2 separate regions of the Triticum aestivum genome follow, and region 2 is linked to region 1. The links are chromatin contacts, called in public Hi-C maps. All regions are on one chromosome and are shown on one strand. The core of a region is the stretch at or near the end of the contact, and the rest is flanking DNA. Distances in the headings are between cores, read along the strand shown. Region 1 holds the start of LOC123070065 (transcription factor MYBS3). Region 2 has its middle 200 kb from the start of LOC123065428.

Region 1 (3,288 bases), core at 394-2,893:
GACTTCTTCTTTCTAGAATTTCCATTGCTCTTCCTCCCATTCTTTAGTGTAGGGCACTTGTTTCAATAATGTTCTGGGTTTCTGTGTCTGTAACAAACAACTAACTTTAAGCAACTGAATTATGTCCTTCTTCATGGGTGTCGAAGGGGTAGTTGAGTGATCGTTGGTCTTTTGATTGTTGTTGCCATTCATGTGGTTACCACATCCATTGTTGGTATGGTGATCAAGCTTTCTAGCCTATCAAGAATTTAAACTTTGACCTCAAGGTAGCTGGGAGAAATGCTTATTAGATATACATACTCTTGATGAATTGAGAAATGAAGCTTATGAAAGTGCTAGTTTATTTAAAGAGAAGGTTAAGCTTTCACATGATAGGAAATACAGAAATGGGAGTTTCTGTTGGAGATAAGGCCCCCCTTTACAGTTTCCACTTAAAAATGTCTCCATGCAATCTTAAATCTAGGTGGGATAACCCCTAAAAAATTGATGAAGTACACAACTCGGGAGCCATTAGGTTGAAAGGGGGAAAAACTACTCCAATGATAGTGAACATACAACATATAAAACCGCTTGCCGATGTGCAAGAGGAGCTAGAGGCAAAAAAAAAAAATATCACGCCGGGAGAGGCGACTGCGTAACAATCTGTGAGTTCTGATCCCGATCCCTCTGTTTTGTAATCCTGTCTGGAGTGTGTATAGAAGTCTTAGACATAAATTTACAAATATGTTGGAACTGCTACTAATGTTTTTCCAAGCCAAAAAAGGAATTATTTCAGGTAGTACGATAGCTGGTACGAGATTTAACAAAAACTTCAAAATCGGTCATCCTGTGCAAATATTCATCAGTTGAGACGAGAAAGGAATCCTGACCATGAGGTATGGCCTCCCTAGTCTACTAAGCTAAACACTATGTGCCACCTCTAGCTGAACAACACCCGTGGAGAGAGAGTCGCTCGAAACTAAAACCAACACAGTCGAGTGGTGCGAGATCCTGCGTGCAAACATTGGAAGGCATGTGAAAAGAAAGCCATATTGCGAGACTTGATGTAATAGAGGGCGGATGGATGGTTGAGAATTGAGTTTTTGGGTATCAAATTGGTTGAAAAGATTTGAATGAAAGGTGAGATGAGAAGATTTAAGTGAACGGGGAGAATGGTAAGATTGAAAGAGAGTAGAATGATACTCCCTTTGTATCTAAATATAAGTCGTTTAAGAGGGTCAAATTTAAACCGCAAAAACTTCTTATATTTAGATACAGAGGAAGTATGTTGGATTGGGTGTTGCCCTAATAAAAGAAGCATAAAAAAAGATGAAAGAAAAAGAAGAAATAGGAAGTGTTGATTATACAACCTCGTGAGGAAAACATGACGGCGATGGATGTATTTTCCAGGCCCTGCGCTCTAAAAAAAATTCACGTGTACGGTGGCGTATTTGGAACATTCCTAACGAAGTTGACGGTGCAAATTTACGCATCAAAAGATCAAATTACCAGTTAAATCCAAGCAACAAGATCAAGGTGGTTCGAACAATAAGTACTTTTCTACGGTTCCCTGCCCGATAACGCGTCCACATCCACAGCCAAAAGGCCCGAAGTAGAAGCAGCATATTTATAGTGGGTGCAGTGTAAGTTTCCTCCCTAAGCTACCTTTGCTAGCTGCTATAGGCAGTAGCAAGCACCACCCACTGCTGCGGTTGTGGACACACTGGTCTCCACCCATCTCTCCCACCACCCGCACCAAAAGACAGGGCAGTGCGGATCGATTTAGTCGATTTATAGCCACACCATGGCGAGGAAGTGCTCCCACTGTGGCAACTACGGCCACAACTCAAGAACTTGCAGCAGCGCAGGAAAGCAGGGAGAAGTTATGCTCTGCGAAGGAGGCGGCGGCAGCAGCAGCGGCAGTGGGCTGAGGCTCTTCGGGGTGCAGGTCCATGTCGCTGCGGGCCGCAGCACCGGCGCCGGCGCCTCCATGAGGAAGAGCTACAGCATGGACTGCCTGCAGCTAGCGGTGGCCCCTAGCTCCATCGTTTCGCCTTCGTCGTCGTCTTCCTCGTCGGTGCTTCTGTCCATCGACGAGGGCTTGGAGAGGGCTTCCAATGGGTACCTGTCTGACGGTCCTCATGGCAGATTAGTCCAGGAGAGGAAGAAAGGTAATTAATTGCCTAAGATAAACAGAAATACGCAGTTACACTAGTCACTAGTGTCGAACATATGCTAGGCTGGCTATGCTACTGATGATACGTGGGGTGGAAATTCAGACCTTTTTGTACCTGAGTTTGTTTGCATTATGCTAGTCTATCTCATCTTGACCTAACTAATAAAGTCGCATTATCCCTCTAAAAAAAGAAGTTGCATTATTTATCTTCTTCTTCTTCTTCTTCTTCTTCTTCTTCTTCTTCTTCTTCTTCTTACTAAAAGTAGTGGACGACTTGTGGCCTCCTGAGCTGAATGGTCCTTCTGTGAACATGGCTACAGGAGTTCCATGGAGCGAGGAGGAGCACCGGCTATTCCTCGTGGGCCTCGAGAAGCTCGGAAAGGGCGACTGGCGAGGTATCTCCCGGAGCTACGTCACGACTCGAACCCCGACGCAGGTTGCCAGCCACGCGCAGAAGTTCTTCCTGAGGCAGAGCAGCATGGGGAAGAAGAAGCGCCGCTCCAGCCTCTTTGACATGGTACTGGAGTACTACATCTTAACTTGTTAACTATACAAAGGACTGAATTAATGCATGTAAAAGACATGTCAGATTCTGAATATGGTGTGCAGGTACCGATCTGCGAGAACGGCATTCGCGTTTCTGAGCCGCTGACCAACAACAGCGGAGATGCCTCCACCTCTCTGCCGCGGTATAAATCCCCCGACATGGCGTCCATTGATCTCAACTCCACGCAGGAGGATGACATGGCGATGGCGGGCGTTCCACTTTTGTCGGCGTCCCCGAGGGCGCCATTCCCGGCAGTTCTGATGGAGCAGCCTCCTCACGGCCACGGCCACGGTCACCACTGCTCCCCGCTGGACCTGGAGCTGGGCATGTCTCTCTCGCCGCCGTCCATCGGAACATGACGTCAACGACGTCGCCGGCCGGAGAGGAGACCCAGGACGCTCGACCCAGTTTTTATTTTTTTATTTTATCACTTGTTACTATCAGGCTGTGTCTGCTGCCTGAGCCTGACCTGTCCAACCAATGCAAATGGAGATAAGGCTATGGACAGCGCTTGTAAAGTTCCGTGCGAGTAGTGCTAATTGTGGATACGTTGTTGATGTGTGTAGTACGTACGTACCGCTGCTGC
Region 2 (3,420 bases), core at 726-3,225, 450 kb after region 1:
TCATTAAAAATGCCCCTAAAGTTGGCAATAATTACCCGCCAATGCCACCCGTAAGTGGCAAAAACGATTCGTTTTTAATTTCTAATATCGCTCCAGGGTTCTGTTATTAAAGGTGGATACGATATAATAGCACCAATGCATGAGCAGCGCGATGGCTGAGGCAATGATGCTCCACACAGGAGACCAGGGTTTGATCCCTGGTTCTCACGCTTTTTCTCTTTCTTTTTACCAAGCGCAGTAATGGGCCAGCCCATGTGCGGGTCGTGGCGCCCCCTGTTTTCTATATCTTTTTTTTATTTCTATTTTGTTTTTTCCCTAAAAATAAATTTCGGATTGATGGCGCCCCCTATTTTTTATTTCTTTTTACTTTTTTATTTCTGTTTTGGTTTTTTATCTCAAAATTAATTTCGGATTTCCAAAATATCAAACAATTGCGAGTTCTGAAAAAAAGTAGGAAAATGGTAAACTGTTTGTGAATTTAAAAAATATTCTAAAAATCAAAAAATGTTCATGACTTAAAAAATTGCTCACAAATTATAAACAAATCACGATTTCTAATGATTTCATGAAATAAAAAATGTTCATGATTTTTTTAAATGAGCCAATATTCAAAGCATATTCAGGAATTTAAAAATCATGTCCATCAGCTTTTAGAAAATGTTCACAAAAATTAAAACACATCCGTAAATAATGAACAAAACTAATTGTAGGTTCCATAAAGGTTTTATTAGGAGATCTATATAGCTCGTTTTATGATTTTATTTAGTCCTTCGCGTTGGGTAAAAAAGGGTTTCCGTGTTTTGTACAACGCTGAACCCAACAAAATTGACATAACTTTCTAAGGGTTTGTTTTTGTAAGCTATATTAAAATGACTAAATGTCTATTTTGCTTCCATACACAGTTATGCTTATTTTCATATCACAATAGTGGTTATGGTAAACACCGCTACGCTAAGTCCAGACGAGACACTTTATTTATCAGTATAGCTCAGGCAGGGTCCGTCAATGCAGTTTGCTCAGCCACAAAATATTTTGTTGTGACGCCTTAAAAAATCAAGTCTTGATGAGCATCATATTGTTCTTTTTTGAAATTACATTTTAAAAGTGTCTTATCGCATCATGACATGATTTGTATATACTTTGTGAATTTGATTCATACTTTTTTATATCTACCACACATGTATAACTTGATAGTTTTTTTTCCGTTGCAAGGCACGGGCATTTCCAAAAATGTTCGCTAAATCAAAAAAAGTTCGTCAAATTCAATAACTATTCCACCCAATTTCTAAATATTTTCATCGATTATAGAATGTTTGCCAGTTCAGGAAAATTGCTTAAAAATGTTCACAATTTCTAAAAAATGTTTGTAAATAGCAAAAAATATTCATAAATTGAAAAAATGTTCTTGATTGTAGAAAATGTTCAGAAATTTGTAATAGTATGTTGTTTGCGATTTCAAATATGTGCATGAGTTTAACAAATTGTTCATAATTTCAAAATGTTCATGATTTCGAGAAATTGAGAGAGATATTGTATCTCGGTGATGCAACGAAATGTGATCATGACCATTTGAAATTATGAATTTTTTTCTCCCGTTGCAACGCACGGGCCCTTTTGCTAGTATATATATATATATATATATATATATATATATATATATATATATATATATATATATAGTCCATGATCATCTTTGAGTACAAAATAAAGTAGAATAAATTCTACCCTATCCTATATTTCCTAACTAAACATTAAACGAGCCTCGGCGAGACCCTCGATCGACGCGGCATGTGCGCCGGCACTGTCGTCCGTCATCTAGCTCTGGATGGAGAACGGTACAAGAGGACAGGACTAGCTTTGCCATGGCGTTGGCCGAGTCACACATTTGTCTGGCATCCGGCACCCGCCCCTGCGCCCTGGGGACGAGGGGGGTATTGGATGCGTGCGAGCTGCTCATGGCGCCTTTTGGCCTACGGCGACGCGTCAGCGACCCCATTTGTCGTGTAGCTTGGCTTGTCGCGCGCGCGCCCACTGGGCCGTGGATCCATGGTCCATTCGTAGCAGCATATCGCTCGTCCATATGCTGATCGAGTGTTGACATTTCCAGGACATGTTGTGGGCTTCATAGCCACATACTGCCCGGAGGCAAAGGCGTAGGGGGGAGGCAAGCCAGATGGATGGATGTTTTCCGCACTCGTGTGGATGCCACACACACACACTAGTCTATCAGTTTCTTCCTGCGGATATGCTTAATTCTTGCCGTGGCTATGAATATCCTCTGGATTTTCAGATCAGACGCCTCGGCTCACTACCCGCCGATATACGGTATTTACTGCGTACGTGTTTCCCGTTGCTTTTTGTCATATCTGAGATGCAATCCTCCATCGATGTACTGTACGTCCTCTACTCTGTCTGGACTCTGAAGCTGGTCCAATCTACTCAACCTCCTTCGAACTGACATGCCTCAGTAATACTCCCTCCATCCCAAAATAAGTGTCTTGAGCTTAATACAAATTTGTACTAGAGCTAGTACAAAGTTGAGACACTTATTTTGGGACGGAGGTGGAGGGAGTAGTAATTAGCGCACCACTAAAAGAAACTAAAACGTAACAATTATAAAATTACATCTTGGTCCGGGTCCAGATAGCAGTTCTGTCAAAAACATACTGTATTCAAGAAGAAAGACGGTATTGGTGCCTTTGTCAAGTTCGATGGGTTTGAGTTTCGCCGTGTGCTGGAAGAGAATGGATTTGTTCCTGATGATGATTTTATTCCCCATATTTGAGATCACCACGATGATGAACCGTACCATGGAGCTAATCATGTACTCCAGGTCCAACGGAGTAGTAAGAATTTTTCGGATGACGATGCCAACAAGAAAGCAGAAAAGGTCACGAACAATGGTGGAAGTGCCTCCCCGGCTAGCACGGTGGACACCTCGGTTCCCATGCAAACTGATGCTGCTATAGCTGTGTCCACTAACCTGCAGGTGTGGCCTAATGCGTTGGCTGCTGGTGAGTCTGCTCTTGTTGCGGCTCAGCGGCAAGCCGCGATCATGCAGCAGCTAGAGCGTGGCCAGAAGCAGGTCCAGCAGCTTGTTTTTTTCTTTTAGTCTAAACACACTCCACTTTATTGATCATTAAACAAATACATAAGAATACAACTTAGGTCTGAAATATTAAGGAGCCACATATGGTGTCTTAAAGAAAGGCCCAAAATATGTTTAGCGAGGTTATGTGCCTCAGTATTTGTCTCTCTTCCTTCAAAGATGAAGGAACATCGAGGTATCTATGTAGACGTAAGGTCGATCTCTTTGATAATACTAGCATGCATACCGCCCGTGCTTCTTAGAATGTCATTCACCACACCTTTGCAGTCGGAGGCAACTTGTACATTTGTTAAAGAAAGGTCTAGAACTAA

Evidence for each region. Hi-C and Micro-C count contacts between places; a contact is called where the count stands out from the background.
Region 2: a Hi-C map of leaf shows a contact between it and region 1, with 6 times the contacts expected there. The contact joins the enhancer-like site here to the promoter of LOC123070065 in region 1. A contact is called at or near these places in 4 of 5 Hi-C or Micro-C datasets (leaf, root and an unstated tissue) and 1 of 1 datasets of contacts at active chromatin or transcription factors (leaf).

The regions. Positions count from the first base shown.
Region 1 is chr3B:401,599,887-401,603,174 of IWGSC CS RefSeq v2.1, forward strand. LOC123070065 (transcription factor MYBS3) reads left to right here and starts at 1,644. Exons shown (of 3, transcript XM_044493084.1): 1 at 1,644-2,150; 2 at 2,476-2,672; 3 at 2,765-3,288. The coding sequence starts at 1,784. The coding sequence ends at 3,061.
Region 2 is chr3B:402,052,471-402,055,890 of IWGSC CS RefSeq v2.1, forward strand. No RefSeq gene overlaps it. Among protein-coding and RNA genes, the nearest start is that of LOC123065428, 200 kb to the right of the region's middle. Within about 2 kb of position 1,976, at least 6 of the 8 cell types and tissues checked have an H3K27ac peak or open chromatin away from gene starts, as enhancers often do. A contact at or near this core is called in leaf, where this site is marked.